Linked DNA regions of Ovis aries: region 1 is linked to region 2. Evidence: chromatin contacts called from public Hi-C data. All regions are on one chromosome and are shown on one strand. Each heading gives the region's core, a stretch centred on a gene start, on an enhancer-like site or on the middle of the called end of the contact. The rest is flanking DNA. Distances are from core to core; before and after follow the strand shown.

What was found. A called contact is a pair of places that touch in the nucleus more often than the background predicts.
Region 1: a Hi-C map of tail adipose tissue shows a contact between it and region 2, with 1.5 times the contacts expected there. The contact joins the promoter of PLPP1 here to the enhancer-like site in region 2. A contact is called at or near these places in 4 of 16 Hi-C or Micro-C datasets (hypothalamus, liver, skin fibroblasts and 1 more).

Annotation. Positions count from the first base shown.
Region 1 is chr16:23,810,483-23,817,044 of ARS-UI_Ramb_v3.0, reverse strand. PLPP1 (phospholipid phosphatase 1) reads right to left here and starts at 1,608. Exons shown (of 6, transcript XM_060400430.1): 1 at 1-1,608.
Region 2 is chr16:23,774,211-23,780,042 of ARS-UI_Ramb_v3.0, reverse strand. No RefSeq gene overlaps it. Among named protein-coding and RNA genes, the nearest start is that of PLPP1, 38 kb to the left of the region's middle. Within about 2 kb of position 3,907, at least 15 of the 54 cell types and tissues checked have an H3K27ac peak or open chromatin away from gene starts, as enhancers often do. A contact at or near this core is called in tail adipose tissue, where this site is marked.

The DNA.
Region 1 (6,562 bases), core at 359-2,858, 39 kb before region 2:
GGGCTATATAGGAAATGTCCTGGTAAACAATAAAGATGTTTCATAAGCAAGATTTTTCCTCAAAAAACAGGTAACAGAATTTATAAAACTTCGGCAAGACTACAAGCGCCTAAACGGTCAGGTTTGAGGCAGGGGAGATGGATACTGGATTAAAAGCGGAGGAAGTTTCCCTCTCACCGAAAAGCCATTATGCAGACCTGCGTCTAGGATGCTAAAGTCACAGCTCTCCAACGCTGAGAGCTCGCCAATACTATTACTTCGATACTCAAACATGAGGACTACCCGAACATCGAGCAGGTCTTCTGGTAAGTAGTTTTTTCCAAAACATATAAATAGTTCAAAGATACTGCCTTACACAATATATATGAAGACGGTGAAAATCTCTCCTTCCAATGCCTAGCCCTTACCCAGATGACTTCGATTGTTTTTCGTCAAAAGAAAAGAGCAACTGGCGACCAGAAGCCCTACGACTGAACTCTTACTTCAGAAACACAACGCCAAATTCGCTGCAGCCAAAGAAATGTCCAGTGCTCCTTGTGGGCTCTCACAGGAGATGGAAACCTACACGATGACGAGGTCTGCGCAGAGAAGGAAACAGCAAGTCTGGGGCACACCACGCCAACCCCATCCCCCTCAAAAGCAAGCTTCTTCAAACCTATAGGCAGAAACCTGGCATCATCACACCCACTTACAGCCTGACAATTTACAAGCCGGTAACACCTTCTAATTAGCGTTCTAACCTTTTATAGACGAAAACTTAAAACTGCTTCCCACAAGGAAGATAAACCTGGCACTGGCGCCAGTTACTGAGAATTCCCAGTGCATCAAAACCCTCCGGTTTTGTCACCAAACCTGATGAGCCAGTGACCACCAGGCTTCCCTACATCAGCGAGGGGAGGAGCCCACCCTCTCTGCTGGGAGTGAAACGGGAAACAGAGGAAAGGAGAGCAAGGGATGGAGCGCAGAGGCGTGAACAGCATCCAAGCAGGGTGGGCTCAGCGCACCGGCGGGCAATAGAAAGGCAGACTGACAGCATCGGCCACGCGTGGATGCGGGCTGCGAAGCGGGGTCCCCGGGCTGCGGAAGCCGCCCCCAGCGTCTAGCCGGGCAAGGCTCGCGCGTCAGGCACACACACCCCCCCCCAACGCCCCGTCCGCGACTCCCGGCGAGTCACCTCCCAGCGGACACACGCCCGCACCCCACCGATGCACCCACCCCGGGCTCGCGCGCACACGCCCCTCGGGCCGGCGGCGCGTTACGTACCCAGCAACACGCAGAGCACATCGAGGGCCACGTACGGCAGCCGCGTCTTGTCAAACATGGTCTCCGCACGGATGGCAGAGGAGGCACCCGATTCAGGAGACCGGGTCGGGGACTGGCGACGGTTCCTCTCAGCCAGGGGAGAGCGGCTAGGGCTGACGGGGACCCCCGCGGCGTTCTGACGGGCAGCAATGGCGCCCACCACGCCTCCCCTTACAGCTCCCGCAACCACTTGGTCCGGGCCGAGACGCTCGTGTGCCAGCCGCGGCGGCTCCGTAGCCTCAGGCCCTCCTCGGTCGGCCCTGGCCCGCCCCGGCTGTTGGCTGTCCACAGCCAGGCGCCCTCTCCAACAGGCGGAGCGTCTGGACTCGTGCTTTAAGGATGGGGACCGGTAGGCCCCTCCCGCGGGGCTGCGCGGGACCTGCCTGCGCGCGGCCTCGCGGGCTGAGGGAGCGCGACGGCGGCGGTGGGGCGGCCAGTGAGGGGCGACGGGGCGGGGCCGGGAAACCCCGGCTCGGGCACGTCAGCCAATCGGCGCCTCCGGTCCCGACCTGCGGAGCCCGCCCCTCAAGTGGGACGCGCGGCGGACGGGCGGAGCGTGTGGGCACCTCCCGTGCGGTGCGAGGGCCGTCGCTCAGACACGCATCCTGCTGGTGTTGCCGAACCTGGCTTTCTGATCTCTGGCCACCGGTCATTGCTGCTTCGGAGAAAGAACTGGACCCACCCCAACCCCGGTTGCCTGCCAGCTCTCCTCATCCATGGGGATTGGGTAATAAAGAGAAACGGAGTTGTCAGTGACAGTCTCTCTCTCCTTGTCCGAACTTTAGTCAGGCTCCTCCCAGCCCTCTACTCGCCTAGGCCTCCATTGAGGCCTTCGAATCTGGCCGTATTAGTGTGAATTCTGCTAAGTCATCCTTGCACCTTTAGTATCTGGTTACCTTGTCTATGCGATCAGATTCGTTTCTATATAAAGTCCGTTAGTATAAAAGTCCTCGGACCTGCCTTTAAGCAAGCATCCCCCTATCCTTAATGTTTTATCTTAATTTCTCATCCACTAACCCCCTCACTCTTCTTGTTTGTGGGCTATAATAAATTTCCGGGTGTCTTTGCTGTATTCGAGGTTGAAGACAATTTCTCCTGCTGCAAGTTATGATCCCCTATTGAAATAGTTTTAAATCGACTGTACCTCACCATTTTAACAAGTACCAGAATGAGTTTATTTCACTCACCCCTCATTCCCGTAGGACCCTAGCAAAGTAACCCGTAACATCAGGATGTTAATAATCCCTGCTGTGTGCTCTAGTCAAGAAGAAATGAAGCCTGGAAAAAAATAAATATGAAAGTGTTTTCCAAAAGATTAAACCCTCTATCGATGTTAACCATTGGTAACTTTCCTCCACATTCATATCTTATCTTCATCAAAGACGTTAGACAAATTGAAAACTGTTCTTAACTGGTTTGGACTTTCTCCACAGAAGTGTACAGGTGGCACACAAAAGGGGTGGGGATTACACCTGGGAGCCCTGGAAACACTTCATAGAAGGGTGATAGTTACATTGCTCTTTCCTGTCTCTCTCCCACATCAACAGCCATTTTCTTAGGTGAGAAGATAATGAAGAAGACAGTATGTTTTGCCTTTTAGAGGAGTTACAAATAATAGCTTTAAAAATAAATCAACAGGGAATTAATTTCCTGGCGGTCCAGTGATTAGGACTCCACACTCACTGACCAGGGTCTGGGTTTAATCCCTGGTTGGGGAACTTAGATCCCACAAGTTGCTGAGTGTGGCAAAAAAAAAAAAAAAAAAATCAACAAAGTCCACTAAAATGCATTGTCGTGCTCTGTGATTTTAAAAGGGATGTACACTATGTGCATATAAGCAGTAAGTCCTCAGTTGAAAGAATGATTAAGAAATGTCATTTTGTTTGGGGAAGTGGGAGGTTTTGTTAGTTTTTGGAAGGAGTGTGGTTTGTTTTGGTTTATTTTCATGATTAGTTTCTAGTGTGATCACTGGAATTGAGAATGAGTTAAATAACCTTGAAATGATAGTGAAAATAACAAAAAGGAGACAATTATTGTATAGTGACATCATTAACACCCCCTTGGGGTAGGTTCTAATGTGTCCGTGGATTGGACATGAAACCTTACAGATTTTCTTAACAAAAATTTGTCCTGGAATCTGTATTTTTCTCTGTGTAATATAGGCATCAAATATAAAAGCAAAGTAGAGTGCACTTGAGAAGAATAGTCCTGAAGAATCTCTGAAGAAATGAGAAAATAATTTCCTGTCTTCTTGTATTACTAAGCATTTTAAAAAGGAGACTGTAATCTGCACCATCCATTTCAATTTCTCTTTCAATATTTGTTGTATTCTCACTTCTGTCCCCACTCCTTTCCTTGAGCTATTCTTTAACATAATGTTATTGGTAAGTCTCCTATCTGTTCCAACAGTACTTGCTTTCTTTTATTTTATAAAGTTTCTACAAAGTGAATGATATTCACCTTGCAAAATTTAATGAATAAATTCCCTTAGAGTATTTGTATGTAATTATGTCTTTTCTCCCCACTCGGACTGAATCAAATGTAGTTTTTATTATTACTCAAGAAGCTTTGTGAAACTAAAACAATAAAAAATGTAAATGTCTGGTTCCCTAGTACATGTGTCTCGCCCATCCAAAAAGCTTTACAATCTGCTGTAATCTTTTTTTGTATTGTCAAAACTATTTGTTATTAAAATTTTTTATTATGTAATGTTTGATACATAGATTAAGTAAGTTTTAAAACATAAGTGGATGACTGGGAATCCACTACTCAATGCCTAGAGCATTGTGGTATCACTGAATCTATCTATGTGTTCAATCCCTTTGTTGTACTCTACTTCAGGGGAGGTAACCACTATCCTGAATTTTGTGTTTATCTTGTTCTTTCTTTGTTTTTTCCATGTGGAAAAACACATGGCGACGTGTACATGTCACTGAAAATATGCATTGTTTAGCTATCTTATATTTTATCTTTTAAAAACATATGCCATATATGTAGTCTTTTGCTCTTGATTTTTTTCATTCATTTCTTATACCCATTGATGTTGCTGCAATCATTGCAGGTATATTATATAAATGTACCATTTTATTCATTCTTTTGACAGTGGCCACCTGGGTTATTGCCATCCTTGCTATTACAAATAATGCTGCTGTGAACGTTCACCTACATGTCTCCTGTGTGGAAAGCTGTGGAACTACTTTCATGGGGTATACAAGCATCCTCGGAGAAGGCAATGGCACCCCACTCCAGTACTCTTGCCTGGAAAATCCCATGGATGGAGGAGCCTGATAGGCTGCAGTCCTTGGGGTCACGAAAAGAGTCAGACACAACTGAGCGACTTCACTTTCACTTTTCACTTTCATGCATTGGAGAGGGAAATGGCAACCTACTCCAGTGTTCTTGCCTGGAGAATCCCAGGGACGGGGGAGCCTGGTGGGCTGCTGTCTATGGGGTCGCACAGAGTCGAACACGACTGAAGCGACTTGGCAGCAGCAGCACAAGCATCCAACTTGACTAGAAAATCCCAAATTGTATTACTAAGCATTACACCATCTTACCTACCCCTCACCAGTGGTAGATATGACTCCATATTTACATCAACACTTAAAATTTTGAGAGTTCTTAATTTTTGGTAATTTAATAGATGCAGTGTCTTGTCTTAGTTTACATCTTCATGATCACTAATATGGTTGGGCACCTTTTCCTAAATTTGTTTACCAAAAATATTTCCTCTTCTGTCAATTACCTAATCACTTTTTTGCCTATTTTTCTATTAGATTGTTTTTATTTTTATCAAACTGTAGAAGTTCTTTGTATATTCTTGATAGCAGTTCTTTGTGTTGTAAATTTTTCCTTCCAATATGTGGCTCGTCATTTCATTTCCTTTATGAGCAGCTATGTGCCAGAGTTATTGTAAATGTAATGTAAGCAGAGGTCTACTGGAAGATTTCTGTGAAAATGTTTACTTTCCTGACCAAAGGAAAGCACTGGTTTTCCTTCCCTCTTCTTTCTGCATTCCTTGAACAGTATTTGAGTTACAGCAGCCACCTTGTGATCATGAGAGAAAGGTGAAGAAGAGAAACCCTGGTCTTTTTAATCCTGAGCTACTAAAACAACCAGCAACTTGGCTACCTCCAGATATTTTCTGATGTAAGGGAAAATTATTGCTTAAGTCTCAAATATTCACAACTGATATAAGGCTCGAGTACTTTGATTACTATTTCTGAGAAATCACATATCATATTACTCTAAGAAAACCTTTTACTTGAGCTAATTTAATTGAATTTTTGGTCCTTGAAACCACAAAGTCCTGAAGAAAAAAAAAAAACAGTTCGAGTAGCTGGAATGGATGTTGAATGGTTTGAGCATAGAGGCAAAACAAGTGACATATTCTGAAGTCTTTGAATAGGAAAGGGAGTGAAACAAGGAACTCACATTGAGGACTAGTAGAAGATAAGGTTCTAGGACTTCCCTGTGGATGCAGTGGATAAGAATCTGCCCACCAAAGAGTTTGATCTCTGGTCCAGGAAGATTCCATATGCTGCAGAGCAACTAATCCTATGCACCATAACTGAGCCTGGGCTCTAGAGCCAGCCAGCTGCAACTTCTGAGCCTTCATTCTGCAACTACGGAAGACTGTACACCTGGAGCCTGTGCTTCACAACAAGAGAAGCCACCACACTGAGAAGCCACACAGTGCGACTCAAGTAGCCCCCACTCACCACAACTAAAGAAAGCCCTCACAAAGCAGCGAAGACTCAGCACAGCCAAAAATAAATAATCTTTTAAATTATATAAAAAAAGAAGATAAGGTTCTAGAAGATAGGTTAAAGCACTTTGTAGCTTTAAAGTGTGTCTGGAAACAAAAAAACTTGAAAATATATAACCGTGTGCTGAAAACCGTCATTCAAAACAAGTAATCTAGTAGTGAGAGAAAATCATAATCTCTACAGTGGGTTGTAAATTCAAGACAAATAAACTTTATTTTGTAAATAATAAACTTTATTTTGTAAATCATGTTATTTAGTTTCAGGTCCTTTCTGTGTTTATTTCCATTTTGTTTTCTCCTGTGGTTCCCAAAATCTTGTTTATGGCTTCCAGCCCTTTTTTAGCTTTGCTGCAAAGTACTAGAGGGAAAGTCTTCTGTTAAAATTGAGCCAGTCTACCAATGTAAGAAAAAGTCTGCAAGAGTATTTATCTCCATAAAAGGAGGTGAATCCCTAGGATCAGAGTTGGAAGCCTAATGGGTGGGCAAACCAGC
Region 2 (5,832 bases), core at 2,658-5,157:
GACATGTTTTATAGCCATATTGAGTCTCACACAAGATGTGGTTAAAGTCAATCGTTAGAATTAGAAGTTAAAAACAGAAGTTAAGTGTCCCGTGTACACAGTATTCATATGGTTAGAAGTAAGAATTCACTTGGTAAGAGATTTTGCAGCCTTTGAAATGATATTTACAAAGTTAATGTGGGATCATGAAATGATATAATCTTTAATGTAAGTGAAGAACATATTATATATGATGCTATTATTAGTTTACTTTAAAATATATGTTCAATGCCCCTTGATCCAACAATTCTATTTCCTAAATAGATGTGCAAAGATAAATAGACAAGGATGTTTACTCCATTTTTTAAAATATCAAAAAATTGGAAACAAATCTTTATCAGTAGAGATTACATAAAATATACCATGGTACATCATTTAATGAGATACTAAATAGTCATTTTTAAAATGGAGTAGATACATATATCTGGACTTTGATATTGTTGTCTGGATAGTGTTTGTGAGAAAAAGGAAATTATAGAACAGAATATATAGTATAAGCCATTTGGTAAAAAATTGTCATTATATATAATAAATGATATGCGAAGTGCAGTGAAGTGAAGTCGCTCAGTCGTGTCCGACTCTTTGCGACCCCATGGACTGTAGCCTACAAACTTCCTCTGTCCATGGAATTTTCCAAGCAAGCGTACTGGAGTGGGTTGCCATTTCCTTCTCCAGGGGATCTTCCCCACCCAGGGATGGAACCCAGGTCTCCTGCATTGCAGGCAGATGCTTTACCCCCTGAGCCACCAGGGAAGAATTAATGATATGTAGTAGATATATATTAGATACTGTATGTATATATCAATTAATTTATGAATTATATGTCTACATTATATATATAATCTTGATATAGACTAGATATTATAAACTATTGTGGATTGGGACTTTAGGAAATGTTAGTTTCTCCTTCATTTCTTGTTTTAATTGATTAATCAATTAGTTTGCTGTGCTGGGTCTTCATTGCTGCACGGGCTTTTTTTCTAGTTGCAGAGAGTGGAGGCTACTCTCTAGTTGCTGTGTGTGGGCTTCTCATTGCGGTGGCTTCTCGTGTCCTGGAGTGCTGGTAACTAAGTTGCTTGAGCTTTAGTAATTGCAGCACATGGGCTCAGTGGTTGCAACTCCCGGCTCTAGAGCCAGGCTCAGTAGTTGCTGAGCATGGGCTTGGTTGCTCCACCGCATGTGGGATCTTCCCAGACCAGAGACTGAACCCACACCTCCTGCACTGACAGGTGGATTCCTTACCACTGAACCACCAAGGAAGCCCTCTTCTTTACTTTTTACCTTAATTGTTTGTAGAAAATATGATGATTGGTAATACAATATAATGCTATACACATGATTTATAATATAAAATATATTTCTTTTTCTGCATAGAAAAAGATGTTACAATAATTGTTTTTAGTTTGGGAACCATGAAAGGTTTTTTAAATTGTTTTATGCTCTAATAAATTCTATTCCAGGTGTATTTGTGTACTTTTTTTTCCTTTTTGTTTTTTTGGCCGTGCTGGGCAGATTGTGGGATCTTAGTTCCCAGACTAGGGATCAAACTTATGCCTCCTGCAGTGGAAGTGTGGAGTCTTAATCACTGGACTGCCAGGGAATCCCCTGACCTTTTAGTTTTTTAAAAAGGAAGAAAGTAGGGAGGCAGGGAAGGAGTTGTTAGGGATTAGATTAGGTCATTTAAACACCTAAACATCTATCTTCAACTTATTAACACCTAAACATCTATCTTCAATTTATTCTCTTTCGTCACTGACAATGTTGTGTTTTCAGAATGCAAATGCAAAATGTGCAATTAGACAGATTAGGCTATTTAAGAAGGCCAAAGTGGCAGGGTCAGGGGTGGCAGGCGGGGGTGGTGGTGTTGCAGAGTGGACAGCATCAGGGATAGATCCACTGATTGCTTTTGCTGGAGGTTTTCCACCACATGTGTTCTTACCAGTGTATTAATCACATAAACTGCTGACCGTGGAATTCCTCATAGCAGAGGACACTCACTCCAGGGGCATAAATTCTCCACTTGCTGCTAAGGAAGCATCAGTGCATCTGACTCCAAGCTAGAGTCAATTGTAAACAAATAGTGGCTTTAAGTTTTCTAGAGCTTTAGAGTCTTGAGGCAATAAGTCCTTCAACCATATGACATCAGCTTATTTCTCAGAAGAGCTCCCAGCTGAGTTTTTCTCAGAAATGTTGACCATCTGAGGCAAAGATGAAGACACTAGTTCCTCCCCTCAGAAATTCCTTTTCTGGTAAACTCTCCTGTGGGCAGATTTTAATATGCCAAGAGTATGGAGCAGACTTCAGATGTCCCAGAACGTGAGTTCCACAGGTCATGGTTCATAAACGGACTATGGTACCACCCGCGGGAAACTGCAACCGAGATCTCTATTTTTCCAGCACCTATGCTCTGCTGACTTTCCACCTTCCTAAGAAACGGAATAGGGGCCAGGGATCAACAAATGGCAGCCAGATCAAAATTCCAAGTCACCAACCGAAACCACAGCAGGTGAGGTTTGCCTCAAAACCAGAAGCACAACCAGATTTATGGCATGGGAGTCACCAAACAGCAGTATCGTTTTGCAATGAGCTTGCTGATGGAAATAATTTCATCGATGGAAAATCATCACATTGCTTCACTTCTTTGCAGTTGTGTTTTTAATTGGCATTCCCAAAGGCTTTGTGGCAGGAGTTGCAGAATACATAAATAAGGTCATTTCATGACATAAAATCTTTTCAAACGCCAAAAGTCGGGAAGGAAAGAAGAGTTGATTCAAATGCCACAGAGACAAAAATGTATTTTTCTGGGACAAAGGAAAATGAATGATTTAAGTTTGTGGCAAATTTAAGTCTCCTTCCTGTACACACAGAGACAATCTTTTTAAAAAATTCTATTCAGCACTTGGGTACAAGCACAGGGTGTACCCAGGAAGTTCAAATGCTGATGATCGTTATTAATACCCTTGTTTTCCTCACTTGCTCATTGCCAAGTAAAACAAGGAATTAAGCACAAGCTGCAGCAGCAAGCCGACCCCGAGTGTCCTAGATAGGAAAGGCCCCATCAGCCTTTCCGTTTCCAGTGGGGCCGGGTTCCTGCTCTTGTAAGGATGGCGCCTTGGAGAAGATTACCAAGTGTGTCATTCTGGGTACTGTCTCATTTCTCCGGGTAAAAGCGTTTCCTACACTTCCCTGGATATGATGGAAACAGAAGCAAATGCTCCCCAGAAGATGGTTCCTTGCTCAGCAGTCAGAATAAAAAGAGATCCTGAAGGATGCTCTTATCTCAGTGGCTGTGTTTTCTCTCTGGAAATGCAACCTCCATCTGGGGCCAGGTGTGGTTTTGTGTTGTTTTCTCTGGTGGGAAGGGGGCTGGGGGTGGGGGGTGGAGTTGCAGACTTCTCCTATCTTTGTAGACCGTTCACAATCAGATTTGAGACTGGAGGCTGAAGCAGAGTTGCTGTGCTCCCAGAGGCATGCAGTTTTCAGTTAAAGTGGCCAAAGGAATGTCCCAGCCAGGCATTTCTACCAACAAGGCAAGCTAAGGGATTCTTTCTACTTTTTGGAACTTCACTGAACTGTGGAAGGAAGAAATTAGTATGGTTTCATTTTTTCCCTCCTTCTTTTTTTAAAAGCTGAAACAGAAGCAGAATTGTAGCTGTCACAAGCTGACTGAATTTTTTTTTTTTTTTTTTTTTTTTTACAGTACCAAAGTCTTTAAAATCCTTGGAACACTGGTGAGAACTAATGTTTTTGTTGGGACCTTCACATTAGTGTGCAAGTTACATGTGCACAGTGCCAGCTGCTGCCCAGGGGCTCCACATCTGAGGAGAGTGGGGAGAGCGAACCATTCTAGCCATGGTCTGGAATAACTTAAAACTGCAGCGAAAAAGTCTTCAGCTCAACAGTCTGAAAGTGGATGAATCAGAATGAGGTTTGCAGCAAGCCCAAGAATGCCCTTGACATTCAAACCATGCACTCTAGCCTCCCTGACTGCGACGTGTAATTCTACTCTTTCTACCCCCTCTGTGGACCGTCTATGCAAAGTCAGAATTCAGCTTGTACGCCTCAAAACCCTGTGAGGATTCTATTTCTTAAAGATCAGCCTAAGACCGAGTTGCAGAGGATTGATTTCCACCCTCTCCCTAACAGAAGCCACCAAATTTTAAAATATACAGAAAAAAGGAGACCGTGTGACTTGAACAGTTTACTTTAATCAGATTAATGCCAGGATGACTTAGCATTTACCCAGTAACTGGTTCCCAAACTGAAGCTTTTTTTTTTTTTTGTAATGAATCTATGGATCAGTTTACTGGCATGCTCACTAGGTACTCTTTTGCATTTGTAAAAGATTAACTTTTCATAGGGCAGTTGAGCAAATTTACATAGGAGGTGACTCTTGGGAAAGTCAATCAGAGTGTGACTGTAAAGGTCATTACCTGACTTAGAAAAATAACAAAAGGTGAATCAGCAAGGTCATCTTTCATGTGGGAAATATGGTTGGCTGTTATTGTCAAAGTGTAATATTTAGAAAGTGAAAAACATGGCCCTCAATACAAATATTTAAGTCAGCATGTGCCAAATGTTTATTTACCTTATTGGTTGGGGAGCCATCAAGATGGTAAAACTAGTTCATAAGAGAATTCAAGAAGCTAAGTATATGAAGTTTAGGAAAGAAAGAATCTAGGAATATGATTGCTAGACTTTTTTTTTTTTAATGGGAATGTAAAATGATGCAACCACTTCGGAAGACAGTTTAGCAGTTTCTCATAAAGCTAAATATACCCTCACCATATGTCGACTGAAAAAAATGCACAACCTAAAAGCTGAGAGTTATGTTTTATTTGGCGAACATACTGAAAACCTAAAACTTAGGAAACAGCCCCTCAGAGAGCTCTGGAGGACTGTTTCAAAGAGGTAAGGAAGGAACCAGAATATAGGTATCTTTGAAAAGACAAACACAGGTAGTCTAACATCAAAAGTTTACTGATAATTAAAGAAAAAAACGGACATCTCAAGATAATTTAGTTTCTTTAGAACTAAAAGAATTTAGTTTTTTTCTGTGTATGGGAAGAATGCGAGAGTGGGCTTAATGTAAGTATTCCTTTGACATGTGCCTTAACAAAATACTTATCAGGGCAAGCATTTTGTTCTTCTTTTCCTGAATGCCCTCAGGGTGCACTGTCAGGAGTGGCTGTAGTGGCAGATAGCTTGATAGGTGCCACATCATTTGTTTAATGTTATGGCAGATACCATTCTTTGTCCACGTATATGATTTGGCAGTTGCAAATGAGTTGAGAACTTATGTCCACATAAAAATCTGCATGCAAATATTTAGAGAAACTTTGTTCATAAATGCTAAAAACAGGAAGCAACCAAGATATCCCCCAATAGGTAAATGGACAAATGAGTTGTGATATATTCATGCAATAGGTATTATTTGGCAATAAAAGAAATGACCTCAAATGACATGGAAGAACCTTGAGATCATAGCACTAAGTGAAATAAGCCAGGCTGAAAATACTACACAATGTATGATTCCAGCTACATGACATTTTGGAAAAGGTAAAACTGTAGAGACAGTAAATAGATCAGTGGTCGCCAGGGGTTTGGTGGGGGGATGGTGGTGGTGGTCAGGGTTGAATAGGTGAAGCAGGGGAGATTTTTAGGGAAGCAAAACTTATCTTTATGATACTGTAATGATGGGTATATAACATCATGCATTTGTTAAATCTCATAGAACTGTACAACATGAACAGTAATAATGTAAACTATAGACTTTAGTTAATAATATATCAA